Regions from separate parts of the Mus musculus genome. Here all the other regions are linked to region 1. A link is a contact called in public promoter capture Hi-C data. All regions are on one chromosome and are shown on one strand. The core of a region is the stretch at or near the end of the contact, and the rest is flanking DNA. Distances in the headings are between cores, read along the strand shown. Region 1 holds the start of Coro1a (coronin, actin binding protein 1A). Region 2 holds the start of Zfp747 (zinc finger protein 747). Region 3 holds the start of Itgal (integrin alpha L). Region 4 holds the start of Zfp553 (zinc finger protein 553).

What was found. Promoter capture Hi-C pulls out the DNA fragments that hold promoters and counts their contacts. Capture Hi-C pulls out chosen DNA fragments and counts their contacts.
Region 2: a promoter capture Hi-C map of pre-B cells shows a contact between it and region 1, with 3 times the contacts expected there. The contact joins the promoter of Zfp747 here to the promoter of Coro1a in region 1. A contact is called at or near these places in 2 of 39 promoter capture datasets (embryonic stem cells and pre-B cells) and 1 of 115 datasets of contacts at active chromatin or transcription factors (microglia).
Region 3: a promoter capture Hi-C map of fetal liver shows a contact between it and region 1, with 2.2 times the contacts expected there. The contact joins the promoter of Itgal here to the promoter of Coro1a in region 1. A contact is called at or near these places in 8 of 39 promoter capture datasets (the 3T3-L1 cell line, fetal liver, hematopoietic stem and progenitor cells and 4 more), 2 of 484 Hi-C or Micro-C datasets (B cells and liver), 1 of 115 datasets of contacts at active chromatin or transcription factors (effector CD8 T cells) and 2 of 9 other capture datasets (adipose tissue and liver).
Region 4: a promoter capture Hi-C map of liver shows a contact between it and region 1, with 3 times the contacts expected there. The contact joins the promoter of Zfp553 here to the promoter of Coro1a in region 1. A contact is called at or near these places in 3 of 39 promoter capture datasets (the C10 cell line, neural stem cells and pre-B cells), 2 of 484 Hi-C or Micro-C datasets (CD8 T cells and pro-B cells), 11 of 115 datasets of contacts at active chromatin or transcription factors (astrocytes, bone marrow-derived dendritic cells, bone marrow-derived macrophages and 7 more) and 2 of 9 other capture datasets (liver and macrophages).

The regions. Positions count from the first base shown.
Region 1 is chr7:126,700,437-126,707,853 of GRCm38.p6, forward strand. It overlaps Coro1a (coronin, actin binding protein 1A), which reads right to left and starts at 4,380. Exons shown (of 11, transcript NM_009898.3): 1 at 4,216-4,380; 2 at 2,540-2,738; 3 at 1,570-1,692; 4 at 1,354-1,483; 5 at 1,082-1,266; 6 at 854-973; 7 at 556-660; 8 at 304-449; 9 at 148-205; 10 at 1-36. The coding sequence starts at 2,737.
Region 2 is chr7:127,372,553-127,379,969 of GRCm38.p6, forward strand. It overlaps Zfp747 (zinc finger protein 747), which reads right to left and starts at 3,498. Exons shown (of 3, transcript NM_175560.3): 1 at 3,091-3,498; 2 at 2,837-2,950; 3 at 1-2,146. The coding sequence starts at 3,274. The coding sequence ends at 1,176. It also overlaps a transcript of Zfp764 not described here.
Region 3 is chr7:127,292,686-127,300,102 of GRCm38.p6, forward strand. It overlaps Itgal (integrin alpha L), which reads left to right and starts at 3,575. Exons shown (of 31, transcript NM_001253872.1): 1 at 3,575-3,838; 2 at 4,933-5,032; 3 at 6,849-6,943; 4 at 7,053-7,120. The coding sequence starts at 3,784.
Region 4 is chr7:127,228,806-127,236,222 of GRCm38.p6, forward strand. Zfp553 (zinc finger protein 553) reads left to right here and starts at 4,256. Exons shown (of 2, transcript NM_146201.2): 1 at 4,256-4,681; 2 at 6,459-7,417. The coding sequence starts at 6,470. Gm4532 (predicted gene 4532) reads right to left here and starts at 4,325. Exons shown (of 1, transcript NR_030674.1): 1 at 3,613-4,325. It also overlaps a transcript of Septin1 not described here.

The DNA of each region.
Region 1 (7,417 bases), core at 3,130-5,629:
AGTGGGCGGATACAGGTCCTCCTGGAACAGGTCCGACTGTGGGCAAGGCCAAGGCTGGTCACAAGAGTGTTTATGTTTCTGTCCCACCCTACAAACCCCCGTGGTCATTTCCTGCCCCAGCACCCTGGGAGGAGCATAAGAGCATACCTTTCTAGGCACTGTCATGGCAATGGGCTCACACTTCCGCTCATGAAGCTTATAGAATCTGTGGAAACAGGAAGATGAGCGGCACTCTTCAGCACGGCTGGCTGGGTGCTGAAGATCGGGCTAGGATTAGGGGTCAGTCAATTAGGAGTCAGTCACCTGGCAATCTCACACTTATTCACTTCCAGGCCACGTTTGGGCATGTAGCCCATACCACGCTGAGACTCCTTGGAACTGAACATGGAAAGATAATGCAGGAACGGAGCCTCAGAAGTGATCTCAAAATACCGGATAGAGCTGTCACCCTGTGGGTGTGGGCAAGACAGTACCATCAGAACAGGGCGCCCGGCTGTCTGTTCACCAAGCCACCTACCCACCTCCCTCGTCCCCCAGCCCTCCTGCCTGAGTCACCTTGCCACAGAGGTAGACAATGTTGGTATCAGGATCAAAAAAAGGTAGCAGGACTCCGCTGCTTGTGTCCAGCTCCTGCAGGGACAGTGGCTCCTCCAGGTGCTTCTGTAGAGACAGGAGGTGATAGAGCAACAGACTGGACCATGTCAAGGCTTCACTGGACAATCAGCAGGCAAAGGCCCTCAGACTAAGCATGGAAACTCCCCATCTCACAGGAAAACTGAGGCCACAGTCACGTGGTAGAGTAAGCGTCTAGCCCTGATCCCCAGCCCGCGGGGCCCTGTGTCTCAGCACTCACTGTGTCCCACAGCGCCACCTGCCGCTCACTCATGCGACTGAAACCCGTGGTTAGAATCTTCCCTTCTGACACAAACACAGCGTGCACTGGCCGAGTCCCCTCATGGGGACGGTCCTTTTCCTGAGAGGAAAGAAAGTAGGTCAGCCTCTCACAGTCTCACCAAGGGACTAGACCCCAGGTGGGTGCAGGAGGAGCAACATCCAAGGTTTAGGTTTCACGGCAACTTACAGCCACAACAGTGCCTTTGCGAGGCTCGATGACACGAACTCGCTTGTCACGGCAGGAGGTGCAGATGAGAGCACCGTCCCGGCTCCAGTCCACGCTGTAGATTGTGTCCGGGTGCACATCCGGGCCCAGCGTCAGCACAGCTGCCCCAGTGCCCACGTCCCACACCAGGATCACATTGTCACAACCTGCACAATTGATGGTCCAGCGTTGAACCATGAGCCTTTGCCCCCTGTCAAGTCGCGCCTAGCCCTCCCCTCCGCCCCCTATGGCACCTGCGCTGAGAAGCACATTCTGGGCTGTGGGGTGCCAGGCCACGATGCCAACCCTCTTGGTGTGGCCCTCCAAGGTGATGACAGGCTCCCGCAAGGGCAGCACCAGGCCCCCATCCGGGATCTCCCACACCTGTAGAAAGGGGAGAGTGAGTCTGGGGTTTCAAACACCAGGTCCTTCTTCCAGACTCCTTCAGAACACATCCCTAACAGACTTACCATAACTGTGCAGTCCTCAGAGCCACTGGCAATGACATTGTCATTGTGTGGACACCAGGCGATGTCTAGCACAGGGGCAGTGTGGCCGCAGACCAGGGGCACGTTCTTGTCTACTCGTCCAGTCTGGGGGCACAACGGGGATTCTAATGGAGGCGATTTGACCTCTGAACCCAATCCAACCTCCCCACACACCCCTGCAGAGGGACGCAGAGGAAGGCTGTGGGGTCCCTGGGAGCACTGGGGTGGGGAGGACTTGGCATCGTCTAGTCCCAAGAAAGCTAGCACCAAATGAGACTCTGGCCAAGATCCTGGCCCTCTTTCTCAGTGTCATGTGTGGGTACCATGGACCCAGGGTGAGCATGGGGCTGTGGTCCCCAAGAGGAGAGTGTGAGAAGAGTGCTATAGGATGTGTCCTATAGATTTGGGCCTGGAGGTCTGTCTGATGCCTCTAGACAGCAGCAGAGGTTTGGAAATGGCCTCTTCCGAGAGCCAACTGCTTCCTGTGTAAGGAGCTGAGCAGGGTGCAGGCCCAGCTTCAACCCGACAACCACTTCCTCTTCTCTTCTGCTTCCATCGGCCCTTTTAAGGTAAAACTTGGGGCCTATCTCCCCTTCCTGTTTCACCCCCTGAGGAGTCCAGGAGTGAACTTCAGCTGAAGAACAGCAGGCTCAGAGGGGAGGAAAAAAAAGGGTTTTGCCTCGTCTCCACCAGGGCTTACGCTTGAAGGGTCCCCAAAGTCCTCGCCAGACCTGCAGCCTTATCCTTAGCAGAAAACCCCAAGCCAAGATTTGGGGGACCTGCCCCCCTTGTTTTGTCCCCAGAGAGCTTAAGTAGCAAATGGCCCTGTCCCATTTTACAGATATCAACACAGAACCCCAGGGAAGCTGGGTCACAGTCAGCTACTGAGGACCCCACAGTCTCCATGGACAGCAGAGTCCTCCCCAGGACCATTGAGGTTCCGGAAGCTCACCTTGCCTAGGGGTAGCACCAGGAAGGCCCCTCCCCCACTGGCCTCACAGATCAGAGCCATGAACTTGGGGTTGACAGCGCAGAAGCCACTGTCCCAAGTGGTTTGTGAGACGCGCACATCCTCATAGCACTGGTCAGCCTTGGCTGGCTGTCCAAACACGTGGCGGAATTTGCTGGAGCGAACCACCTGCCGGCTCATCCTGAAGGATACAGATTGTAAACTTTTCTTTGGGTCAATCCCAGCCGCACTTTGTCATCCCCAGAGCAACCCTTGGCCTGGCCTTGAGGGTTCCAGCATGGCGTCTGAGGCACCCTGACCATGACTGACAGCTTGCTTATCTCCCTGCTTACCCTCCCCAGTTTTTCTGTCAAATTCCCAGGCACTTCAAGCCACACCCTCAATCCTGCACCATCAGCCCCTACAACAGCCTGCTATGGTGTGGCTCCAAGGGTCTGGTTCTTGACTAAGACACAGTGCCTCCTTCCTAGTGGTCCAGACAGTCTGGAGATAGGTTCCCTCCTATCGAACTCTTCTAGATCCCACATCCCTCACACAGAGCTTCCTAAAGGCAGGGCAGGGCTTCTCCCTGGCCTTCCAGCTCAGGGATGGCACACAGAGGGATGCAAGCCAGCTTGCCTAGGAAGGGATGCAGTAGCAGGATGGCTTCCCCAGGTTTCTGGCTACAAGAAGCAGCAATGGCTTGGGTCCCAGCATCTCCCCAGACCTCTGCTCCTAACCTCCGCTCAGAAAAAAAGCAGATGTTCTTCTGAGCCATTTCTGCTTCCGTTAAACTACACTCAGGAGAGGCCCACCCTGACTTCCCTGAGGTCCGCTAAGATGGTTACCCACTGTGGCTAGGCAGCCAGCTAGTGAAGCCCAGGGGCTGCCTCTATCCTGTGCCCAATCCCTCCTCCTTCCTGCTCAGTAAAGGAACCTCGGCTGCGCTGTGGAAGGCATCCTGCCCAGAGCCTCTATCCACCTCCCCAGCCTCACCCATCTGCTCTGCCTTAATGGGGGACTCAGCCCCTTCGTGCTGGGACTCCAGTCCTCGCACACCCCGGTATCACCAAGGAGGCTCCCAGGTCTATTAAAAATAAAAGCAGGTGAAGTGCCTGAGTGAAGTCTCCAAGACAGGAAGGGGACACAAGACCCCAGTGAGCAGTCTGGATTTGGGAGAAGGAAAGCCCAATCCAAGGTAGGGGCGGAAGATGTGCCCCACCCGGCCTCCTCCCCCACCCAGGTACCAAGCCCGGAAACCACGGAAAGGGGAACTTAGTCTTGTTTTGCACTCAACCCCTTCCTGTCTCAAAGCTCAGGGCAGCTACTTGGCTCACCCCACCCTGCATCCCCCACCTTCAGAAGCTCCCTCCCCGGGGCATAGGTTCTGAGCCCAGCTACGGCCGCTCCCAGGAGCCCACCTCCATCTTGGTCACGATGGTCCTTAGCCCTCACCTTGGAGCACTCTGGGACCTACTTGCCCCTTCGAACTCCCTCGTCCTCGATCCTCCTGGCGGGGCTCACAAACCGGCTCTCTGTCCCCAGCCTGGTGGCTCTGACAGCTCGCCCGCCCCCACAGTCCCACAGTCCTGCCCCCACACTGGCGCTGGCCCCACAGGTGGCCCATGGCAGCGTTGCCTGGCCCTTGTGACCAGCCCTCCCCCGGCGCCCAGCCTCACCTGCTGCGGAGAGCTGAGCGTGACCCCTCCCAAGTAGAGGAGGAAGGAGAGAAGGATGGAGGAGCTGCAGGCTGGCCACCGAGGATGCTCTGTCAAGACAATGAATGAGCAGCGGCCGTGCGCCGGCCTCCTCCGGGTGGTAGCGCCCCTTTGGGCGGAGCTCATGGAGGCCCGGCCCTTCGCTCCAGGGCTGCAAGACTGGGACCGCTCCCCATGCTGTCAGCTCCAACCCCCGAACAGATGCTGACGCGAATCAACTCTTCTTTTAATGTCAGAACGCAAAAATATCCCGTTCCTTCATCCCTCCCCCAGCCGCCCGCTGCCTCCTCGAGGTCCTTTCCCTGGCACCGGAGAAAGCTTTAGAACGGCTTCAACCAGCTTGAGAGCCTTCTCTGCTACAGGAGGGACCTCTCCTGTCGTTACCCCAAATGGATTTCTGGGAGGCCTTGGGGGGGTCATTTCTCCTTTCTAGGGATTTAGGGCTTCAGCGGGGACACCCTTGTCCTCTGCTTCGTGGCATTGAGGCCCGGAAGAAGTAAAATAACTGGGCATTATGGAGCACCTGTTCTGTGCTGGGGCTATGGAGGCAAATGAGTAGTGCTCCCCCTCTAGAGAGCTCTCGGGCCATGAGAAGAGGGAGTCGGGAGTCCGTCTGACACAGTTTAAAAGCCACTGAGTACACACAGAAGTCTGATATCACACACAGCTGGGCTGTGGTCCATTCCTGTCCCTTGAGGGGAGTGGGTTGTCACGGTAGCAAGGGCAGAGGAAGAAAGGCCTTTGCTGGAACCATTGTTGTGACTCCTGGCTGTCACTCATTTGAGTGACCTTGGGCAGGTTAATTTAATCTCAGCCCCAGTTTCCTGTCTATAACAGTCTTACCTGCCTTCGTATGGAGATGGTCACTCCAAGGATAGCTGGATTTGCATCTACAGAGTGGCAGGTATTAATTAGTGTTGGGGTCTTACAGTCAGATATGGTGGCCCACACCTGTAAATCCATTACTACGGAGGCAGAGGCAGAAGGGTCAGTGAAACCAAGGCCAGCCTGGTCCACATGTAAGCTCCAGACCAAGGCTACATAGTGAGACCCTGTTTCAAAAACCCAAAAGATGTTGGTTCTTTTCATTATTGCCATTTACCAAAGCTTTGGGCTATCCTGGGAGGAAGAGGAAACACCACAAGTGGCTCTGGAGAAGGGTAGGGGGCTGAGGCGCAGTGTCAGCAAAGCTCAAGGACACAGGTGTGCTGACAGTCATCTGTAGTCAGGAAGCTGAGGCAGGAGGCCAGCCTGGGCTACATAGCAAGACCCAGTCAGAAGAAACTCTTCTTTAAGGTAGAAGTAGTTCGAAAGAACAGAAGGGGCTCCAGTTGTACTGATTAGCCGTGTGATCTTGGCCAAGAGGCCCCACCTCCCTGAACCTCAGTTTCTGTAGGAGAGAAACAAGAAGTCCTGCCCACCTCACAGCTAACGGTGCGGTGCGTAAGGTGTAGTCTGAAGTGTTCTGCAGTTACTCAGTACAGGGTTGGATAGTGCCTGAGGCTCTGTGACTGTAGCCAGCGACTCTAGAGTCTCCAGCTAAAGTGATAACAGTAATGGGGCTGAGAATGGAGTTCAGCTGGCAGAACACCTCATAGCATGCATAAAGGCATGGCCTCCAGCATCACATAAGCTAGGTGCCGGGCTAGAGAGACAGCTCAGTGGTGAAGAGCGCTCACTGTTCTTGCAGAGAACCAGGATTTATTTCATTCCTAGCACCCACATGGTGGTTTACAAACCATCTGTAGGCATGCATGTGATGCACATACATACAGGCATGTAAAACAACCACACACATTTCCTTAGTTACTGTTCTATTGCTGTGAAGAGACACCATGACCAAGACAAGTCTTATAAAAGAAAGAATTCAACTAGGAGCTTGCTTACGGTTTTAGAGGGTTAGTTAGTCCATGATCACCTTGGGGGGCGGGGGAGGGGGGAGCCAGAAAGGCATAGTCCTGGAACAGTAGATGAGAGCTCTACATTCTGATCCACAGTCATGGAGAGAGAGAGAGAGAGAGAGAGAGAGAGAGAGAGAGAGACAGAGAGAGACAGAGACAGAGACTGGGCCTGGTGTGGACTTTTGAGACATCAAAACCCACTCTCAGTGGCACATTTCCTCCAATGTCCAATAAGACCCCACATTAATCTCAAGCACTCCACCAACTGTGATCCAAGCATCCAAACGTATGAGCCCCTCTGGGGGCCATCGTTATTCAAACTACCACAGACATAAAATAAAACTTAAAAATCTAAACCGTGGCCGGGCAGTGGTGGTGCACGCCTTTAATCCCAGCACTTGGGAGGCAGAGGCAGGTGGATTTCTGAGTTCGAGGCCAGCCTGGTCTACAGAGTGAGTTCCAGGACAGCCAGGACTACACAGAGAAACCCTGTCTCAGGAAAAAAAAAAAAAAATCTAAATCGTGAGGTGGTGGCACACGCCTTTAATCCCAGCACTTGGGAGGTGGAGGCAGGCGGATCTCTGATTGTGAGGCCAGCCTGGCCTGAAGAGCTATGAGTTCTCTATGAGTTCCAAGAGCTACACACAGAAACTCTGTCTCAGAAAAATAACAGATAAAAAAATCTAAAAAAACAAAACCAGGTAAGATGGTGATTGGCCATAATATTGGATAGCAGAGATGGGAGGCTCAGAAACTCAAGATCATTCTTAGCTACAGTAAGGAGTTCAAGGCTCGTTTGTGTTATATGAGATCCCATCTCAAGCCTTTCCTGCAAACAATAATAGCTAGTGTTTATTATGCAGCTACTATATGCCAGACTGTTCTAAACATTATAGATTTATGTGCTCTCTGGGTGTGCTGGTACAGGCCTCCAATTCCAATACTCTGGAGGCTGAGGCAGGTCACCAGCCTGGGCTACGCAGCAAGACCTTATCTCAAACACAAGCAAACAAAAAGTACTATATTCACTTAATCCTAAACCCACCTTCCACCCTGAGGGTGGCTACTATTTGGTGGTGCTCTCACTCGCTTTGGCAGGAAGTGTATAGACATATACCACCTTCAGCCCCAGGGGGCCTAGTACTCACACTCAAACAGAGAACTCGGTGAAACCCATGCCTTCGGGGGCGGTGAGCCTTACAGGCTAGCAAGAGAAAGCTAGGCAGTCACACGCCTAGGCGCAGTCTGCAGTATGGGAAGGG
Region 2 (7,417 bases), core at 2,248-4,747, 670 kb after region 1:
TATTTCTTTTTCCTTCTTTGCCATCCAATTTCATACAAGCCCTCCTTGATTGAGAAAATCCTAAAATCCACTGTCTTCCAGACCTGATTCTCTCCTTCCAACGCTGAAATCAAGACATGGGGGCTGTTGCCATAATCTGATCTGAAACTGGTGTGTGTGTGTGTGTGTGTGTGTGTGTGTCTGTCTGTCTGTCTGTCTGTGACAGAGGGCAGCCTTAAAGTTCTGAACATCCTTGTGCCACCAGCTACCAAGTGCTGCAAGCAAGCATGTGGCGGCACACACAGTGTATGGAATGCTGAGAATGGACCACAGAACTCTTCTGTCTTGTTTGCTGGGCTGAATATTTTGGATTTTTTCCAGAGAACCTACAAACTTAGGCCTTTGGTACATGTCATAGATACTTTGGTTTTTAAACCGTAATTAATTACAGTTATTTAGAAATAAATAATTTTATTTATGTTTATATGCAGTCTCAGGTGACCCAAACTGGTCTCAAATTCCTGGTCTTCCTGTCTCTACCTCCCCAGTGGGGGAATCACAGGCAGGAACCACCACACCAGGCTCTTGACCAGTAACTCAATCCCGGAGAATGCAGCTGGCTCAACCCACACAGAGCCATCAACTTTAGCCTCTGCATTAAAGACACAATGACTTCAACGAGGCTCTCTTCATCCTCAGGCTTCTCAATACTTCTGAGCCAGGAAAAGGCCCTCGCTTCTCATGGAGCTCTAGTGGGGTTGCCCAGCCCAGCCCAGCCCAATAGACGCCAAGACGACAGTACATCCGGAGTGTGTGCAGATGCATCTGGAAACCTCCTAGAAGACTGTACCCGGTGCCCAGACCAGCAGTACCTAGAACGTCTGTGACTTCAGGAAGATGCCATAGGTTCAATCCTCTGGGCCTCAAACAATGTACATATTTCACCCTCTATGTTGGCGCCTTTAAGACCATCACCCGCACTTTTGGAATAACTCTGGGTAATGCTAGAAGCCCACAGGTGGATCCGGGTCCTCTTGTCTAGGGTCCAGGGATATAGATAACTGACTGGCTTTTTTGTCCTTATGGCCTTTAATCCTGGTCTAAGGACCCACTGGTAGCTTGTCATAGCTGACTTTGTGCGAAACTGCCTGCCACATTGAGGGCAGGGGTAAGGACGCTCGCCAGTGTGGGTCCTCCTATGGGCTGGAATTTCGGTGCCCTGGCGAAAGCAGCGACCAGTCAGGGCATGAATAAGGCTTCTCACCTGTATGGATGCGCATGTGGCGCCGAAGATATTTGGAATCCGCAAAGGCACTGCCACAGTGAGTGCAAGAAAAGGGGGTCACACCGCTGTGTACCACTCGCTGGTGCTCATGGAGCCTAGAGCGCTGGCTGAAGCAGCGTCCACAATCAGCACAACAGTAAGGCTTCTCCCCAGTGTGGACACGGAGATGGCTGGTGAGTGAAGAGCGCTGTGTAAAAGTCTTGCCACAGTGAGAGCAGCGATGAGGCCGCTCCTCGAGGTGTATGGCCCGGTGCCTGCTCAGGGAAGATGGCCGACCAAAGGACTTGCAGCAATCAGGGCAATTGAATGACTTTTCGCCTGTGTGAGAGTACATGTGCTCCACCAATGCGCACCGCTGGGTAAAACCCTTCCCACAGTCAGGACACTGGTGTGGCCGTTCCCCTCGGTGTATGGCTCGGTGCATGCTCAGGGAGGAATACCTGCCGAAGCATTTGTTGCAGTCTGGGCACTGAAACGGCTTTTCACCTGTGTGAGAGTACATGTGTGCCACCAAAGTGCACCGCTGGGTAAAACCCTTCCCACAGTCAGGACATTGGTGCGGCCGTTCCCCTCGGTGTATGGCTCGGTGAGTGCTCAGGGAAGAATACCGGCCAAATCGTTTGTTGCAGTCTGGGCACTGAAACGGCTTTTCACCTGTGTGAGTGTACATGTGTGCCTCCAACGTGGACCGCCGGGCAAAACTCTTCCCACACAAATGGCACCCGTGACGCTTGTCTGCCCTTAGGACCGTGGCTTGAATTCCACTAGCGGAGACAGCAAATGAGAGTTGTGGCTCCTTCTGCCCAGGTTCTGGAGAAAATGTCTTCTGCATTGCTTCAGTCTCTTCTCTTGGTCTCTTCCTTTCCTTCTCGTGCCTGCAATCTGCTGGGAGACCATGAAAAAAGCTCAGACTCTGACTTCTACTGCCCCTTAATTTCCACAGCCCCACAAGGGGACAGACTGGACACAGGAGTGGAGATGTCACAGCATCTGAGCATGTGCAGTGTGCAGATGTCCAAATGCAGCATAAAGAAAGGGGTCTGGGCCTCGGCTTGGTGGCGCACACCTTTAATCCCAGCACTTGGGAGGCAGAGGCAGGCAGATTTCTGAGTTCGAGGCCAGCCTGGTCTACAGAGTGAGTTCCAGGACAGCCAGGGCTACACAGAGAAACCCTCTAAAAAAATAAAAAATAAAAAATAAAGGAAAAGAATTGAAAAGAAAAGAAAGGTGTCTGTGTGGTCCCAATTCCCAAGTGCAGTAAGCTAAGCACTTCTCAGAGGTGGAAAGCAAGAGCTAAAGGAGACTCCAGAAGGCAGCCACAGTGATGGCAGCAGAGGAGTGGGAACGAGGGGCTACAACCCGTACAGCCTAGTGGCCCTGTATATACGAGGTGAGAGCACTGGACAGAACAATCACAGCCCCTTTCTAGATGAATCCAGGGGCCAGCCATCATGGCTTTGGCCAAGAAACAAAAACAGGGAAGAAACTGCCAGGCAGTAAGTGCAGTCACTAGAAGACACCACACAGGCTGGCAACACAGAAGTTTCCCCAGGCAAGTACCCAGTCCTTCACCTGAGTGGACTTCTGTCCTGCACATGGCCACCTCTGGATCCTGGGCACCGGGTCCCCACACTTCGGACTCTTCCTCCACCCAGCTGATGAGCGCTGGTTTGGCGCATCCGACGTCTGTAGGGAAAGATAGCAAACCCACTAGTCAGGAGGACGACCCAGTTGGTTCCGACCGCCCGTGCCCAGGTCTCTCTGCTGCCACGCAGGACCCACGGTGTCACAGGCATCGCGACCACGGCGGCCAGGAAGGTTCTCACCGAGATAGGTCAGGAGACCGTAGGTCTCGCGCATCACCTCTCGGTACAGGGCTCTCTGCGCCGGCCGCAGATACCTCCACTCCTCCGGGGAGAAGTACACGGCCACGTCCGCGAAGCTCACAGTCCCAGGTTTACAGAACACAGGCGGTACCGAGGCCCTTCCCGGGGCCATCACCTGCGCCATGTAGACTCCCCGCACAGTCCCTGGGTCAGCCCCGCACTCCTGGGATTGCCTGCCCAGTCCAACGTGTCCGTTTTCGGGTACCAGGGCTGAAAAAGGACAGGAACCAGGTCCGTGTGCACCTTAACGTAGGGAAAAAGTGAAAACTGATAGGAGCACAGCGGAGATTTCCGGAAGACCGAGTAAAAATGTGGACTTGGGCGCGGCGTCTCAAAACTACGCTCCCTAGCGGTCCTGCCCAGGGTTGTATCACGTGACTTCCTGCACCAATGACATCAAGCCCTCAACCAAAATGGCCACAGAGTCTACAAGTGCCAGTCTGAGAACAAGTCCCAGGCTGGCAGGCCAACATGACACACCCTGCCTGTGAGCACCACAAACAGGGAGGGTTTTATGGTCTCAGGAGAACCACACCCCTCTCACAGTCAGCTAGGTGGAAGCGGCCTGTGAATAGATGTTTAGTATTTTATTTGTGGTCAGTGTTCATCTTGGAGCTAGAAGCAAGCCTGTGGAGGGAGGGCTGTTAATAAGCTTTTTTTTTTTTTTTTTAAATTAATTTCAACGAGTACTGTAGCTGTCTTCAGACACACCAGGAGATGGTTGTGAGGCATCAAGTGGTTGCTGGGATTTGAACTCAGAACCTTTAGGATGAGCAGTCTGTGCTCTTAGCTGCTGAGCCATCTCTCCAGCCCTGTTAATGAGCTATCAAATGAAGCAGGCCTCCAATTGGGGTGGTTCCACCAGCTTGGTCTACAAATCTCAAACTAGTTGAGGAATACTGACTGCTCCTGATACAGATCAGAGATCACAGAGCTGATCTTTGATCAGCCAGGACACCTGGGACATTCCAGACCATCTAATCTTCTAAAAGGTTAGATGTACACCTGCCCAACTGGATTTCTCTGCCTCACTCATAGGAGGGAGTTAAGATATCTGGGCCATTTGTGAGAGTCCCGGGAGGAATGAGGTCCAACTCACAGTAAGGATTTAAGTCTGACTCATTGTTATTTTAATATAAAAATACCTACTTACAAAAGGGATATTATCCTATTTGTCATCATTCAGAGCTGTTTGTACTTTATAAAAAAAGACAAAGAAACCAGGGATATGTTGGTGGAGGCACAGTGTGGGGTAGGTGAATGGGGTACCTCTGTGAGCTCATGCTCAGGCATCCATTCCTCCAGAGGGACCAGCTCACAATGGTACAGTATAGAATAGAGTTCATTTAAGGCATGGGGAGGAGAGTTGACTGCTTAATAGAGACAGAGGCAGGGAGACAGAGAGAGAGGGAGAGAAGGGGGAAGGATAGAGGGATTGAGAGAGAAAGAGAGAGAGACAGAGAAAGAGAGGGAGTAGAACACATATAGAGGGGGGAGGGGAATGGGGAGAGAAGGGACAGAGCAGAAGAGGGTTAGAGAGCAAGAGAGCAAAAGGAGGGAGCAAGCAGACCCTTTTATAATGAGTCATGGCTGTTGGCAGGAAACGAGGGCAGAGCCTAGAAGAAATGTTAACATTCCCCCATTTTGGTTTAATTAAAAAAAGGGAAATTTTCAAAGTGGTGATGGTGAAGCAGGAGTAGGGTTGTCATGATGTCTGACTATCATGATGTCTGACTACTTCCTGCTGACTTTGGGGTGACATGTGTCTGGGAACCCTAAGAAAATGGGTATGGGGAAGTCGGTCCAGTCTTAGCAGAGTTGGCTGTTTCCTTGCTGTCCAGGGTCTGTGGAACCATCTATGGAGAGAGAGGATGGAGCAGGTCCAATAGGTGCATCTGTGCCTGTGAAAGAAGATGGGAGCACCGGTGGGTTGCTTCTCTGGAGCTGTCCTGGATGTAGTAAATGGCTGGACTTGACAAGATGCTGAAACACACAGACACACACACAACAGGTAGAGATGAAAGTTAAATAAATTTGGCAGAGAAACATCTTTTCTTAGGAAATTTCTTGAGGAAATGCCTCCATGAGATCCAGCATAATAAGACATAATTGACAATAATATTTCTCAATTATTGATCAAGGTGGAAGTGCCCATTGTGGGCGGTGGCATCCCTGGGCTGATAGATCTGGGTTCTGTAAGAAAGCAAGCTGAGCAAGCCAGTAAGCAGCACCCCTCCAAGGCTTCTATATCAGCTCCTGCCTCCAAGTTCCTTCCCTGTGTGAGCTCCTGTCCTGATTCCCTTTGGTGATGAACAGCAGTTTAGAAGTATAAGCTGAATCAACCTTTCCTCACCCACTTGCTTCTTGGGCATGATGTGTTGTGCAGGAATAGAAACCCTGACTAAGACAGGTAGCAAATGAGGACATAGGCCATTGATTGGCAGGTGTACTTATCTGGATGGTGTCTACTTGGTCCAGGAGAGGTAGATCTGATTGGGTTTCCTGTAGCTTATGAGTTTATAAAAGAGATAGAATTGATAACAACATGAACAGTCTTTAAGATGAAGTTGGAAAAAGCAAAAGCTTTCCTGGAGCAGAAGGAACAAGAAGGGATTTTTCCTTCTATCTAGGAGAATGAATATATTACATTTAAAAGACTACGGAAATGTAAAACCTTGACCTTGGGAATATAGTTGATAATATAGTTATGAAAGAGAAACTGCTTAAGTCCATAGTTAAAAGACAACCAAAGGAACCTGTGTTAGAGCACGATGTCTGATAGTGTAGATTCCGCAGCAGAAACCTGCTATCTTCAAAGGCAATCAATGAAACTTAGACTTTGAACCCGTGATTATACAGTTGGGTCATAGAGGAATGTTCTGTAGAGTTAGGCTAATTTATGAGAACTATACCAATTAATGTTAGCACAGTGGCATAGCAAGGAGAAGAAATGGGACACATTTAGTCACTGGAAACTGAGTTTAGATAGGGAAGTATTCTTATCTCTGTAACCTTTCTTTCTTCCTTATCTAGTTATGGGGCTAAAACGGTGGAAGAAAAGGGAAGAAAGAAAAACCCACAAAGTATCCAAATTCTAAAATTCCCGTTCTAAATTCCAGTTCTAAAATTCCCAACATGGATCCAGGCTGAATGGGGATTTGATTCCCAATGCTGTGGAGAAACTGGTGCAGGACAAAGGAATGGATATTTTTGTTTCCACGTTCCAGCAAAAACTTTATTGGGACTGCCAGGACTGGATTATCCCCAGATTTGCTCCCAGAGAAGATTTTCTGCTTTTTCTTTTTCTTCTTCATATATTCTGTTTGGAAAAAGTTTGAGGGAATGGATTTACAACAGGAAAAACTGTGGGTGGGAATGGAGGGGTTAAGAAACACAAAATGGCTGAAATCGGAAAGCAAAAGGGCCCACTCTGCACTTTATTTCTGAAAGCTGATAGCTAGCTTTCTAACTAGAAAAATTGAGGGTGGAAATGAAAGCCCTTGGGAGTCAAGGAGCGCCAGAAAACAAATCACAAAAGGGCTCCATTCTAGTCATGGAGCCAGAGAGCAGGAGTCTTTCCCAGGAAGAAGGAGGGATAGAAATGGTGCTGGAGGGCAGAGGTCAGAGAAAAGCTTAACAGGGCAGAGGACCATCAAAGCCAACATCCCACTTTAATCAAAGGTTTTTGGTTTTGGTTTTTTAAAATATCTATTCTATGTATATAAAATACACTGTGCACTGTAGCTGTGTTCAGACACACCAGTAGAGGGGGCATCAGATCCCCATTGCAGATAGTTGTGAGCCACCATGTGGTTGCTGGGAATTGAACTCAGGACCTCTTGAAGAGCAGGCAGTGCTCTTAAGCACTGAGCCATCTCTCCTGTCCTGAATATAGTTTTAATCCCCAACCAACTGCACCACCAGAGTGGGAGGAGGGGTGACCCAGGGTTATGAGATCGCTATCAGCTCCCCCAGTTTCATACAGCATATACCTTCTAATGTGTGGAACAAGGCTATGGTGAACAGGATGTCGCCCTATAAATGATTGATCTTAGACAGTTTAAAGAGGCCACTGTTTTTATATGGGATGCATACGCCTTAGGTAAATTCTAAATTACTAGGCTACCCAAATATTCCCCGAGCTTGTTAGGGATTGGTGGCAGCTGCACTAGGGTCCACCCACTGTTGCAATGGTTAACATGGTGGAAGGAAGGACATGTGAGTATTGAACAGTGAAACAAAGCACAGAGAATGAATATGGGGAAAG
Region 3 (7,417 bases), core at 2,325-4,824, 590 kb after region 1:
CCTCGAACTCAGAAATCTGCCTGCCTCTGCCTCCCAAGTGCTGGGATTACAGGCGTGTGCCACCACGCCTGGCCCCTTCTTGGTTCTTTAGGCTTTATCCATACTTGTTTATACAAATACATTTGTACTTTAAAGATTAAGACCCCCAGATGATAAAGAACATTATGTAGTTGTCTTTCTGAGTTTGGGTACTTCATTTAATATTATACTTTCCAGACCCATCCATATTTCTACAAATGTCACAGCTTAATTTTCCTTACATTCTGAATAGCACTCCAGAATGTATCTATATTACATGTTTGTTATCCATCATCCGTTGATGGGCGTCTAAGCTGCCTCAGTTTCTCTGCTTCTCTGAGCACAGAACACTAAGCTCAGAAGACCAAGTGGCACTGAGGTAGGGTATTTATCGTGGGCACAGGCCCAGGAGGAGTGGAGCTCACTCATATGGTACTTAGAGTTTTCATTTTTTGAGAAATTTCCATATTGATTTCCATATTTTTGTATTAATTTGTGCTTCCACCAGGAGTAAATAAGAGTTCCTCTTTCCCCACATCCTCATCAGTGTTTGTTGCTAGATTTCTTGAAGACAGCTATTTTGACTAGGGTGAGGCACAATGTAGAAGTAGTTTTAATTTACATCTCTCTGAGGACTGGGGATATTGCACACTTTTAAAAATAACTTATTGACCATTTGTTGTATTTTTTCTTCTGAGAAATATATATTTCATGTTTTCCTTTTTCTGATGGATGTAGTCCTGTCTTGCCTGGGATTTACTCTGTAGAGCAGCTGGCCTCAAACTCAGAGATCCCCCTGCCTCTGCTTCCCAAGTGCTGGGCTAGTGTCACCACAGCTGGCCTAGACCTGTATGGTGAAGTGTATTTCTCATGTTTTCCTGTAACACTTTGAGTATTAAAGACTTTGACCTACTTTGAGTTGATTTTTCTTCCGGGTTAGAGACATCACTCATTTTATCTTTCTGCAGTTGGACACCCAGCCCTGCAAGCACAAGGTGCTAAGTGTTCTTTCCACTGCACGTTTTTTGACACTTATGTCAAAAAGTAAGTGGCCAGTTCAGTCACTGTTAATATATTCAGACCTAGTGTGTTGTTTCTATGAGGCCAATACAGAAGAAGATTGTTGTATAAGGCCAACCTGGGCCAATCAAGAGCCTATCTTAAACAAAAACCAAACACACAGAGAGTGAAAGAGACACAGACATACACTCATTTAAAAGCTTTTCTCATATATGTTCATGAAGTTGTACAGTCATCTCTACCATTTCAACCCAGAACATGAATCATTAAAAAACTTGAACTCCTCAGCAGCCGTGCTCTCCTCCTGCTCCTCGGCAGTCACTCATCCACGCTTCATCTCTTCAGGCTTACCTGTCTGGGGGCTGGGGACGCAATTCAGTGATAGACAACTGAAATACAAGCCTGAGGCACTACATTTGATTCCAACAACACACACACAAAAATTTACTTATTCTGGACATGTCACTCAAATGAAATTCCACATCTGAACCTTTGCACCTGGTTGCTACCCGCCCACCCCCACCCCGGTCTGTTTTCAGGGTCTGTCTGCACTGTAGCTTGCCTTAGGTGCACCTCATGCCCGTCTCCATCCCCAATTGCAGGCCTTACAGGCTGCCGTGCTCTTTCTATAATAACTAATGTTGTTGAGCATTCCTTCATGTTTTTGTCAGCCATTTCTATTTCATGGTTAAAGAAATGAGCTGGGCAGGTAGCTTAGTGGGAGAGTGCTCGTTTAAAACATAAATGGCTGGGCGTGATGCCACATGCCTTTAATCCCAGAACTCTGGAGGCAGAGGCAAAGAGATGTTCATGAGTTCGAGGCCAGCCTTGTATATAGCGTGAGTTCTAGGACAGCCAGGAGTACGTACAGAAACTTTGTCTCAAAACAAAATGAAAAAAAAACCCAACCAAACAAAAACCCAACAAAACAACAACACCCCGCCCCCCATAAATAATATGAACTGAGGGGCAAAGCTTTGCAATAGAATGCATCAGTTTGATCCCTGCACTAGGAAAATTATTGTTATTTTTGATTTTGAAAAATATATTTATTTATAAAACTTTGAATATTTAAAAATTACTATGTGTGTACGACGGGGAGCAGGGAACACATGTGAAGGGCAGAAGACAACCTTGACCTTTATGTGGGCTCTTTGGGTGGAGCTAACACCTCAAATTCTTTTTTTATTTCTTTTCTTAAAAAAAAAAAAACATCCCATGGGCCCAGTGATTTTTTTTTTTAAGAAAAGAAATAAAAAAAGAATCCCTCAAAAGTTGTCTTTTTAAAGTTGTTATCGAGTTGTCTTTGTGTCCTGAGTTCTTTTTCTTTTTTTTTTTTGTTTTTTGTTTTTTGTTTTTTTGAGACAGGTTTCTCTGTATAGCCCTGGCTGTCCTGGAACTCACTTTGTTGACCAGGCTGGCCTCGAACTCAGAAATCCGCCTGCCTCTGCCTCCTGAGTGCTGGGATTAAAGGTGTGCGCCACCACGCCTGGCTTCTTTTTCTTTTTTTTTTTTTTTAAGAAACAAAATTAGGGGCTGGTGAGATGGCTCAGTGGGTAAGAGCACCCAACTGTTCTTCCGAAGGTCCAGAGTTCAAATCCCAGCAACCACATGGTGGCTCACAACCATCTGTAACAAGATCTGACTCCCTCTTCTGGAGTGTCTGAAGACAGCTACAGTGTACTTACATATAATAAATAAATAAATCTTTAAAAAAAAAAAAAAAAAAGAAACAAAATTAACCAAATGGTAGTAGTGCATGCATACCAGTAATCCCAGAGGTAAGCAGATCTCAGATCTCTGAGTTCAAGACTAGCCTGGTCTACAGAGTAAGTTCCAGGGTGGCCAGGGCTACGCAGAGAAACCCTGTCTTGGGAAAAAAAAATGTGAAAAAAAGAAAAGGAGGAGGAGGAGGAGGAGAAGGAGAAGGGAAGGAAGGGAAAAGGAGAGGAGAGGAGAGGAGAGGAGAGGAGAGGAGAGGAGAGGAGAGGAGAGGGAGAGGAGAGGAGAGGAGAGGAGAGGAGAGGAAGAAAAGAGAAGAGAAGAGAAGAGAAGAGAAGAGAAGAGAAGAGAAGAGAAGAAAAGAAAAGAAAAGAAAAGAAAAGAAAAGAAAAGAAAAGAAAAGAAAAAAGAAATTAGCTCTGAAGCCTGCAGCTCTGTGGCTTGCTCCAGGCTCTCTTTTCTGCATGCATCCTTTTGTCACCCACAATCTTCCTGTGTGGTTCAAGCAGGGACGGTTTAGGGATGCTTCCTGAGCAACCCTCTATCTGGCTTGTTTGTTTGTTTGTTTGTTGTTTTAGATAATATAATTACAGCACTTCTCCCCTCCCCCCCCCTTACCCCTCCCTCCCCCGAGTCTACTCCCTACTCCCTTCTATCAGGCTTTGAAGAATCTTCCGGGGCCTGGTGTGAGAGCGGAGGTTGCCTAGCTGAAGTGGCAGTAATTTAACCGCCTTGCTGTCTGCTCTTGGATGATGTGAAAATGCAAGTAGGCACAGGAAATGTATCTAACCTGCTTATACTTCCTCTCTGAACAGAGAGGTTTCACAACCCGGACAGGAGCGCACCCCCTCCTTCCACCCCCACCCAGTGTCATCAGCCTGGCAGCCCTGAGAAAGTTCCACTGGAAGGGGCCCCATGCAAGAGAAGCCACCATTTCCCTCTTCCTCCCGGGTCTAGGTTGCCAGCAAATCTCAAGAGCTCTCTGAGATCGAGTCCGGACCCACAGGTCCCTCCTAAGCGCAGATGAGTTTCCGGATTGCGGGCCCCAGACTTTTGCTACTGGGACTCCAGCTGTTTGGTAGGAAATCCAGGAGGGAGGGGAAAGGGACGTTGTCTGTGACAGGGGAAACCAGAAGGCTCTGTAGAGCCAAAGAAGATGAGGAGCCACTCCAGGGGATGGACGGTATAGGTGATGTGGGACCCAGGAATCCCGGAGAGAGAAGAGGGAACCTACACAAACTTGAAGCATGATATCGAAGGGCGTGGAAGGAAGAGCGGGTGGGAGGTGGAGTGAGCCTTCACGTGTTTAGGTAGATGGTTGGAAGGACTCAGGATGGGAGAAGGCTGGGTTAGGTTTCTACTCCACCTCCTTTGTATTATGTCTGCTTGGGAGTTTTGGGCACCTGAAGGGAGGTGAAGAGGGTACCCTCATCTCTGATATCCAGGACACAAGGTGCTATAAGTCTTTCTGTAAGGAAAGTTGGACCAGAAAAGGACAGTTTAGAGGCTGCAGAGGGCACTCTAGCTGCCTAAGATGGGGGAGGGGCGGTGTTGGATTTTAAAAGGTCGGGAGATACCTATGTCTGGTGGGTAGAGTTGGGAAACTTAAGTCACCTGCTGGGTTCTGGGTATGGTGACTCCATGAGGCTGGTCACTTCTCAGGTGCTGGGATGCAAGGTGCCCAGAGAAGCGCAGTCAGTGTGGCAGCCATGGGGCCTCAGGGCAGACTCTTCCCAGTCCCTGCCTGGGAACTTGGTCATTCTATGCCTGGAGGCCCCCTCCCTGGCTTCTTTCTCATGGGCCTCCGCCTTCTTACCCTTCCTTCTTTCCCAATAGGTCCAAGGGGAAGTTGAGTCCTCTGGGTCTGGGAGGAGTTACCCTGGGAGACAGACTGTGTAGTCTCCTAGTCTCTAGTCCAGGCCTCAGAGGGAAAGTCCTGGCGCCACCAGTCTGTGCTTGGGTGTAGGCAGCCTCAGAGCATGAGTGGGTTTGGAGGAACAGGCCTCAGAGGCAGCACTAGTCTGTGTCTGTGTGTCTGTGTGTGTGGGGGGGGTCTGTGTGTGTGGGGTGTGTGTGTGTGGGGGTGTGTGTGTGGTCTGTGTGTGTGTGGGGTGTGTGTGTGTGGGGGGGGGGGTCCAGATAGGGAGCAGCTGACTGCTTTGCTCCCCGCAGCCAAGGCCTGGAGCTACAACCTGGACACACGGCCTACGCAGAGCTTCTTGGCACAAGCTGGAAGACATTTTGGGTACCAGGTCTTGCAGATTGAAGATGGGTGAGCTATTATTCTTTCAACTACCCTCCAGCAGCAGGGTATGCAGGGCCCCACATCTGCCCAGGGGTAGGGGTGGGGACTGTCCCATGTCAGGGGTTGGCCTCTCTTCTGCGAGTGTCTGCTAGGTGGAATCTTTGAAACAGGAGCAAGGCTCTCTCTAGTACCATAGAGTGAGGGTGATGGGTCCTAAGCCACACGAGTGTCTGAGGACCATCTCCTCTCTGCTTCCCAATTCAAAGACTAGCTAAGCACATAGTAGGACAGGCTTGTCCTAAGCTAAGCACATAGTAGGACAGGCTTGGGCATTGATGGCTTTGTTGTTGTTGGTGGTGCTGCTGTTTGAATACCAGGTCTATGTGTGTTAGGCAGGCTCTCCATAGAGCTACATCAGGGTTTGTGTTCTTTGGTTGGAGACAGGGCCTCTGTAGATCAGTTTTTCTACATTTGCTGTAGCTGAGCAGAGCCTTGAACTTCTGACCCCCTATCCTCTACTTCTGAGGTGCTGGGATCACAAGCAGATGCCACCAGACCTGGTTTCTTTTTTATTTTCTTTTTGAGACAGGGTCTTATTAAATTCCCACAGCTAGCTTGGGGCTACTGTCCTCCTGCCTCTGGCTGTCTCTGAATAGCAGAGGTGACAGGCCTATGTCACCACACCTAGTCACAAATAGCTTTTGAATTGATGACTAAATGAAGGTGCCCACCTAGCAGACACTCTTTGGGCCTTGAATTTTTCTAGTATGCAAATGAAATGAAGCTTTAACGTCTAGAATTATGTTATTTGGCTATTAGGAAATAGGGGCTACTCCAGAGCTCGCCTGGAGAGTAAGAGGTGTATTGCCGCGGCAGCAAGTTTTAAGCATACAGTTGTTATTGTTATTGAGCTGCGTGTGTATGTGAATGCTGTAGTGATTGGGCTGTGTGTGTACGTGAATGTTCTCGTGCACATGTGGAAGTTAGGACAGCCTGCTGGAGTCAGGTCTCTCCTTCTACCTCTTAGGAGAGCAAATCTGACTCCGTTTCTCAAGCTTGTTAAGCACTTTTGCCCTCTAAGCTACAATAAGCCTAGCATCACTTTGAAGTGCTTGTTAAGATACATGGCCCCGCGATAGATATGGGTCTATTCTTCTACAAGCAGACATCCAATTAGACCAGCACCGTTTGTTAAAGATGCTTTCTTTTTTCCATTGTATGGTTTTGGACCTTAGTGGGAGAAGATTCACTTAGGCCTACAACAACTGGATAGCCCAGGGTGGGGTGGTACCCAAAGGGGGTCTTCCCCTTCTCTGAGGATAAAGGGAGGGGTTAATGGGGAATGGGACTTGTAAAGATGAGACTGGGAGGAGAGGAGGGAGGGGGAGGGGGTGAAATTGGGATATAAAATGAATTAAAAAAAAAAGATACATAGCCAGGTGGTGGTGGTGTACACCTTTAATTCCAGCACTTGGGAGGCAGAAGATGGCAGATCTCTGAGTTTGAAGCCAGCCTGGGCTACAGAGTGAGTTTCAGGGCAGCCAGGGCTACATAGAGAAACCCGGTCTCAGGGGAAAAAAGAAAAAAACCTTAATGGATTGTGGGACACAATTTTAATCCCAGCACTTGGAAAGGAGAAGGAAGTCGGATCTTTCTGTGAGTTTGAGGCTAGCCTGGTCTACATAGCAAGTTCTAGGACAGCTAAGGCTACCTATATAGTGAGACCATGTCTCAAAGAAAGGGGGAAAAGAAAGAAAAGAAGGAATGGGTAGGAAATAAGAAAAGAGGAACTAGGTGGGCAAAGTCCTGGGCAGGTTCATCTCAAGTGAGATTTTTCCATCAGGGTTGTCGTGGGAGCCCCAGGTGAGGGGGACAACACGGGAGGCCTCTATCACTGCCGAACAAGCAGCGAGTTCTGCCAGCCAGTCAGCCTACATGGTGAGTATGGAGGGAAGGTGAGGGGACGTGCCCTCCCAGGAAACCTGAGGCTGACCCCAACGCGCCTGACTACCTAAGTCCTTCCATCCTGCCTTTCCTGTGCCTACAGGTTCTAACCATACCTCCAAGTACTTGGGAATGACGCTGGCAACAGATGCCGCCAAGGGAAGCCTTTTGGTAAGAATTTTGTATGATGGCATCAGAGCCCGTGGAGCTGAACTACACAGATGAACTACACAGTACCACACTGTGTAGAGATGTTGGAAAGGGGTGGGAGGAGGAGCCAGATGTTGGGGTATATTGACCTGCAATCCCAGCACGGGGATAGCTGAGACAGCCTGGACTGCACAGTTACAAACCAGCCTGGGCTGTATAATGAGACCCTGTCTCAGAAATAAAAAATCTGACGAATTGTTAGTAGCGTCCAAGAGTTGACTGAACTGCTGCTTACTAAGAATGGACAAGTCTATAGTC
Region 4 (7,417 bases), core at 3,006-5,505, 530 kb after region 1:
GATGGTTGTGAGCCACCACGTGGTTGCAGGGACTTTAACTCAGAAGAGCAGTCAGTGCTCTTTTGTTTTTTTTAGTTTTGGGTTTTGTTTTTGGAGACAGGGTTTCTCTCTGTAGCCCTGGCTGGCATGGAACTCCTTCTATGGCCTTGGACTAAGAGCTCCACCTGCCTCTGTCTTCTGAGATTAAGGGCATGTACCACTACTGTCTATCCCAAGTATGGAAGTTGGGGAGGAGGTGGTGGTGGTAGGGGAACAGCACAGGAGGACAACTTGTCAGAACCAGCTCTCTGCTGCCACCATGTGGGAGTCTCAGGGACCAAATTCAGGTTGTCTGACTTGGCTCATCTTGTTGCCCACAATGATGCATTTTTATGGTGAAAGTGTTCCTGTTTGCTGTATTATCTACATCTCCTACCAAATGCTTTGGGCTGAATGGTATTTTTTTTTCTATGTGTTTGTGTGCACTCACCTGTGCAGGTACATGACCAAACCACAGTGCAGATACATAATGAAGCCACAAATAAACGTGGATGTCTTCCTCATTTTTTTTTTAACCCTGCATTGGTGTTTTGCCTGCATGTATGCCTACACAAGGCTGTCAGAGATCCTATGGAACTGGAGTTACAGTTGTGGCTGCCAAGTGGATGCTGGGACTTGAACCCCAGGTCCTTTGGGAGAATGCTGAGCCATCACTCCGGCTCCTTCCTCTAATCATGCTTACCTTACGTTTTGAGACAGGGTCTCTCCCTGAACAGGAGAATGCGGTTTTCATTAGGCTGCCTGGTCAGTTGAGCCTCCAGCATCTGGCAGCTGCCTGCTCTCTCTCCCAACACTTGGGCTATAGATGTGCGACTGCTACAGGTTTAACATGGTTGCTGGGGGCCTAAACTCAGGCCATAATGTTTAAGCAGCAGGCCCTTTACCTGGGGAACCATCTTCACCGTCTAGGGTAACAGTTTGAAAAATTTCAAACTTCGATCACACCCAATTCCAAATCTGTCATTAGAGCTTGGGGATTCAACTGAATTGGCTCAGGATTTGCCGTGGTTAAAGAGTCCCAAGTCAGGCCTTTGGAGACTCTGGATGCCAGGAGTAAGACCAACCGCCTGGCCTCAGAACCAACTAAGTGCCTAAGGATCTGTGGTCTAGAGCACTGGCGTAAGGATGGAGTCTGGAAGCCAGTCTGCCTGAAATCCTTTTGCTTGTTATTGTGAGACAGGGCTTCTCTGTGTGGGGGTGGGGTGTTCCTATAGCTCCAAGAGGAAGCAGAGAGCCGAAGCTGAGGGACTACAGGCTGGAAGGAGAGATAGCCTAGAGTGCAGGGGGAAAGGGGACTAGTACATCAGTAGAAAGATCCAGATGGATGCAGCAGGCCAGAGCTGAGGGAAGGTTGTTGCCCAATGGTGAGCGCCCAAGGGCATAGCAGGCTCCAGGTTCGAGAGAGGCATTTATGGTATAGACCAGAAGTAGACTGGTTAAAGTTAAGGGAGAAAGAAACAAGTAGGAACTCCAGCAAGGGAGGGTTCCAATGTCACAGAAGCCACAAGGGTGTGGAGACGCTGCAGGACTAAGCAGGCAGGCTCCTACATAAAGCAAGGAAACCTGCAAAATCTAGGACTAGGAAGGCATAAAGAGCGAGCAGGTAGCTCTGAGCAGAATGGAAAAGGGCGATGTCCATGTGAGCGTAGCAGGCTAGAGTCATAGCAGGCTGTGGGAGCCAGAGAGCGGAGCCCACAAGGTGGGCACAGCAGGGAGGGAAGCAACAGCTGAAGAGTCAGACTACAGACCCAACAACTGTAATTTAGAGACGGGACATTTACACAGTGTTGGGAAAACTAGACAAAAACGAACTGAGCTTGGAGCAGAGAACAGAGAAATAGGGAGAGAATCTCTTTTCCACTCCCCTCGATTGCTGGCAGTGTAGACTAAGATCTAGGATGCCACTAGTTGGCCACATTTGGACTGACTAAGGGATACTGAGGCCAAATTTGATTGCAAAAGCCAATACGTTTGGAGTCCTTCAGTTCAGATGCCAGGTAAAGAGGGGTCGGGTGTTCTGCAAGAAGCATCCCAAAGGGAGCCAGGAGGTACAAAAAGCTATTCCCATGGGTGAGGAAGAGGAAGAGGTCCTAGGCCTGAAGATCAGTGTCACCAGGATCCAGGGAAGGCTGAACTGGAAGGCACAGCTGAATGTGGGACAAGGGTTAAAACCCTGAGGAGACTGGTACCAGGGCCTTTGAGGGAACCCAAAAGGCAGAAACAGAGCTCAGAAATAAAGCCTAACCCAAAGGGATAGGGTCCAAAGCCCGGTGGGAACTTCTGCCTCCAAGAACACCAGAGATCTGGTGAAGCATTTACACCAACCAAGGGGGAGCATTTATCAAGCCATCAGTGGGCCAGGTGGGTCTGTTGCAGGTAGAACTGGTGGGTAGGGTCCCAGAGTGGCTTTAACCCCCAAAAGGGGAAAGCAGGCACCAGGATATTCATGTTAGGGCGGGTTTGTATCGAAAGTTGACCTTGGTGGCTGGGGCCAAGGAATTTGCAGAGAACACACCACACAATTGACCTATAATAATGCAATAAATGTTAAGAGATTTATTGGGGGGGCACAAAAGGCTGATTCAGAGCAGGAGAGAGAGAGAGAGAGAGAGAGAGAGAGAGAGAGAGAGAGAGAGAGAGAACGAACCATTGATGGCATGGGCTTTATAAAGGGTATGGCAGCTGGTGATGATATAGCTGCTGGGGCTGGATTGCTGAAGGCAGGTGAGGGCACACCTGGTTCTGGAATGTGGGCAGCTCCTAACACATGTCCCACCTGTGACCTCAACTACAAATAGTACCATACAGAATGTTCCAGAAAACAGCAACCACGTCCTTGTTCCAAAAAGTTACAGCCATCTTGCAAGCCTACATTTGTCTCAAAAGATCACTGTAACCACCTGTTGTTATGAACGCCTTGTAACTGTTCTGCTCTGTAACTCCACCTATTTGCCTGCCAAATCCCCAGTTTGGACCCCCCCAACCCCCTCGAGCTATAAAACCCTTATTTTTCCCTAGTTCAATACTGACCTTTGAATCCATCTTAGGGGCAGGCATCTCGTGTAGAAGAGTAACAAAGCTTGCTTTAATTGGGCATGATAATTTGGGTCAGTGGTCTTTCTCCTCCCTGCTTTGGGATTAACAGGACCAACCAATTTTTTTTTTTAAGTTAGTTAGAATTTTTAAAATTTGGGGGGCACATTGCACCAGTGCATGTGGAGGTCACAGGACAACGTGCACTCTCCTTTCCACCACACAGGTTCCCTGGAGAGAACTCAGGTTGTCAAGCTTGCGGACAATCCCCTTTTCCCACTGAGGCATGCCACTGGCCCAGTTCTCCACGCCTTGTATGATTTTTTTTAAAAAAACTGACCGCACTCTAGCCGGGCGTGGTGGCGCACGCCTTTAATCCCAGCACTCGGGAGGCAGAGGCAGGTGGATTTCTGAGTTTGAGGCCAGCCTGGTCTACAAAGTGAGTTCCAGGACAGCCAGGGCTATACAGAGAAACCCGGTCTCGAAAAAACAAAACAAAAAACCCCACAAAAACTGACCGCACTCAAGGGACAGACGATGCATGGTTTAACTTTATCTCTAACTTCTGCTTTATTGACAAATCTAATATAATACAAATAACATTATGTACTGCTAAAACATAACGAATTAATAAAAACCCCGTTAGCACTCGCTTTAGTGGCAGGACGGAAGCCTCTGGGTACTCACCTCTATAAAGGAAAACCTGCCTACAACATAAGATGCCGGGGTTATGCTTCTAGGGCCTGGATCCTTTGGAACGTGACTCCAGCAAGATGGAGGCAGGGTTTATTCTTCAGTCCCTCCCTGGGCTTGGCCTTTGCAAAGCCTTTCTTTGTTTTTCTACCTTTGTCTCCGCCTGTCGTCCTTTGTTCTGTCTCCCGCCCGTTTCTCTCCAGGCTCTCCGCCTCTTAGGGCCCCTGATTCCATTAGGGTGACTTGACGGTTCTTATCTGTTTCTACATCTCTTTGTCTCTGGTACCCAGTCTCTAGGTCCTGTCCCCGAGCATCGTCTCTCGCCGACAGTGCCCCGACTCGTGACTCTCAGGCTAGAACTTGGCAGGCTCCAGCTCGACCTGCCTGCCCCGGCCCAGCCCCCACTCCGAGCTGGGCTTTGTTTCCCCCGCCTCGGCGCCCCGCCCCGCCCGCCGGCTCTCTGTTTCCCTTTGTCTGCCACTCCATTCCTGGGCTCCTTCCTGGTTGTCCCGCGCGGGCAGTCCGGCTCCGCCGTGCCAGCTGTCCATCCGAGGAGGCACGCCGCTAGCGCCGCAGGGCACGGCTAGAACTGGTCCACGCCGCCGCCGCCGCCGCCGAGCCCGCGGCTCCTCCGGGTCCTAGAGCAGCTCGCCGAGGCCCGTGCTTCCGCTTCCCGTCCCGCCCAGCGGCGCCCGGGACGTGGGCCGAGCCCCCTCCTGGCGTGGCGTGGAGCCCGTACCCGTGCGGCTGGCTGCTGGGTTCCTGTTGTACCGAGGGGAACGGGGCGGCAGGTGCCCTCGGACTCACCGGGGCCGCGTCCCGGTCGTGGGCCGACGGTGCAGCGCGCTGCACAGCCCTGGGGCGCCGAGCTTCGCGGTACAGAGGACTTGAAAGCGGCTGAGAGCCATCGGTACAGGTGAGGGCGGCGGTCCGCATCGCACAGGAAGGTAATGGATGCTTGGGGACCCAGGGCCCAGGAAAGTCGGACGTGGGCGAAGGGGCAGCAAAATCCGAAGGGAAGAAGCCAACACCTACTGTGTGCCAGGCCGTGAGGGGCATCCTCCCTAACGCTCTCCCCTCCCCCTTCACTCAGCCCTACTGCAGGCCTCCAGGCTCAATTGTAATCTCTGGTGCTCTTTCTCTGCATGCGTTCTGCTGTAAATCCAGCTCTAATACTGGCTGCCTTCTCAAAACCTTCCCTGGCTTTCTTATTTTTATTAATTTAAAAGCTCTAGTGTTAAGTACAGACCTTGCGTGCTCAGAGTAGTCTCAGTATCCTTTTCCAAATAACCGCGTTCCTTTCCGTTGTTTTTGCTGCAGAGTAATGCCGGTCCTTGACTTATCTCTTGCCTCTTGTGGCAGCAGGTTTATTCCGAACCCGCAGTTACAATCATTGCTACTTTGTTTTTTCTCTCCTACACCCCATATCTGTTTATCTGTAGGGAAGTAAGTTTATACAAGATCGTAGAAGTTACCAGGATAGAGCCAATGGAGTGGAGAATTCAGATCCAGTCTGGGCAGTACAGTAAGACAGTCTCAAAAACTGGAGGAAAAAAAAGAAAAAAAAAAAACCCACAGAAATTCGATCAAAAGACCATATACTAGGTTTTCTAAATTGAAATACTGTAATATAACACAGGCTTGAGTAGATAGTTAGAAACTCGGCCCAGGGTAGGGTTTCCTCCAAGTAGGAAACACTTCTCTCAAACCCGATGGCATTCAGTGCTGGGATGATTTATGGGACCGCAGAGAGGGGCTTGGAAAGTTTTCTACTAACTTTCTTTCTTTCTTTTTTTTGGGGGGGGGGGTTCCTGTGTAGCCCTGGCTATCCTGGAACTCACTCTGTAGACTAGGCTGTCCTCGAACTCAGAAATCCCCCTGCCTCTGCCTCCCAAGTGCTGGGATTAAAGGCTTGCACCACCACACCGGGCTTCTACTAACTTTCATGTGGTGGTGGCACATGCCTTTAATCCTAGCACTCAGAAGTCAGAGGAATGATAGAGACACCTCCGTGAGTTTCAGGTCATCCTGGTCTAAAGAGTGCGCTCCAAGACAGACTCACTGCACAAAGAAACCCTGCTTTGAAAACAAAAGAAAGAAAAAAAATTGCTTTAATTCTCTTTGTTTCCATGGGGGTAAACCAAAGAGACTAATATTACCAATAGGATTGTGAAAGTCTTGTATTGTTAGAAGGCCCCTGTATTGTTTAGTTTAGTGATCATTGATTAAATGCATAGCAAGCAGGGGTAATGGTGCACTTACTATCCCAGGACTTGGGAGGCTAAGAACACTTTGTTTTGAGACAAGTTGTTACTTATGTAGCTGACCTTGAAGTCAGATCCACTTGCCTCTGCCTTCCCAGCTTGTGTTTAAAAGCATGTGCCACCATGCCCATCAGGGCTGAAAGTTCAAGGCCAGCCTGGGCAAGTTATCAAAACCCCTGTCTCAGCTAAGGATTGCGGCACAGTAGTACTTATAATTAGTGAGAGGCAGATAATTAGTGCTCCCTAAGTTCAGTAGAGAGGGAGAACATTCAGAGATTGTGCCTCATTAAAGATGTTTTACTGGGAGAGTTACCGGGGGTTACCCCCAGGGGTAGAGGCCCTGGGTTCCATTCCGGGAGCCATAAAAGGAAAGATGAGGTTGAGCCAAAGGGTGAGATTTATAATTCTGTTTTCTTTCTCTAATTGTAGGGACTGAGACTATGGAGGCTTCTCCGGGGGATGAGTTTGAACACTCACCACAAGAGAGGGATGGCCCAGAGATCAAGGAAGAGGAACAGTTAGCCCCAACTCTCCAAGTAGGAAACACTTCTCTCAAACCCGATGGCATTCAGTGCTGGGATGATTTATGGGACCGCAGAGAGGGGCTTGGAAAGCGACAGCCTCGAGACCCAGTCCCCCGGATTCTGGGAGAACCCCGGTGGGGACAGGGCAGTAATGACCGAGCTGCTGTGTGTGGTGAGTGTGGCAAGAGTTTCAGGCAGATGTCTGATTTGGTGAAACACCAGAGGACGCACACAGGGGAGAAGCCCTACAAGTGTGGCGTCTGTGGCAAGGGCTTTGGGGACAGCTCAGCCCGAATCAAACATCAGCGAACTCACACTGGAGAGAAGGCCTACAGGGTCCGGCCACCGGCCCCAGGTCCTCCCAAGATGCCTCGATCTCGGATTCCTGCTGGTGAACGCCCCACGATCTGTGGCGAGTGTGGCAAGAGCTTCCGGCAGAGCTCTGACCTGGTCAAACACCAGCGGACGCACACAGGAGAGAAGCCCTACAAGTGTGGCATCTGTGGCAAGGGCTTTGGGGACAGTTCAGCCCGAATAAAGCACCAGCGGACACACAGAGGGGATCAGCTGCCCCGGCCAGTGGTTCCCCGACGGCAGCCATCCCCGGCAGCTCCGGCGGCTCCACACAGACCCAAGGCCCAGGACAAGCCGTATATCTGCACCGACTGCGGCAAAAGGTTTGTGCTCAGCTGCAGCCTGCTGAGCCACCAACGGAGTCACTTAGGCCCCAAACCCTTCGGTTGTGATGTGTGTGGAAAGGAGTTTGCGCGGGGCTCTGACCTGGTGAAACATCTGCGGGTACACACAGGTGAGAAGCCCTACCTGTGCCCTGAGTGTGGCAAAGGCTTTGCTGATAGCTCCGCC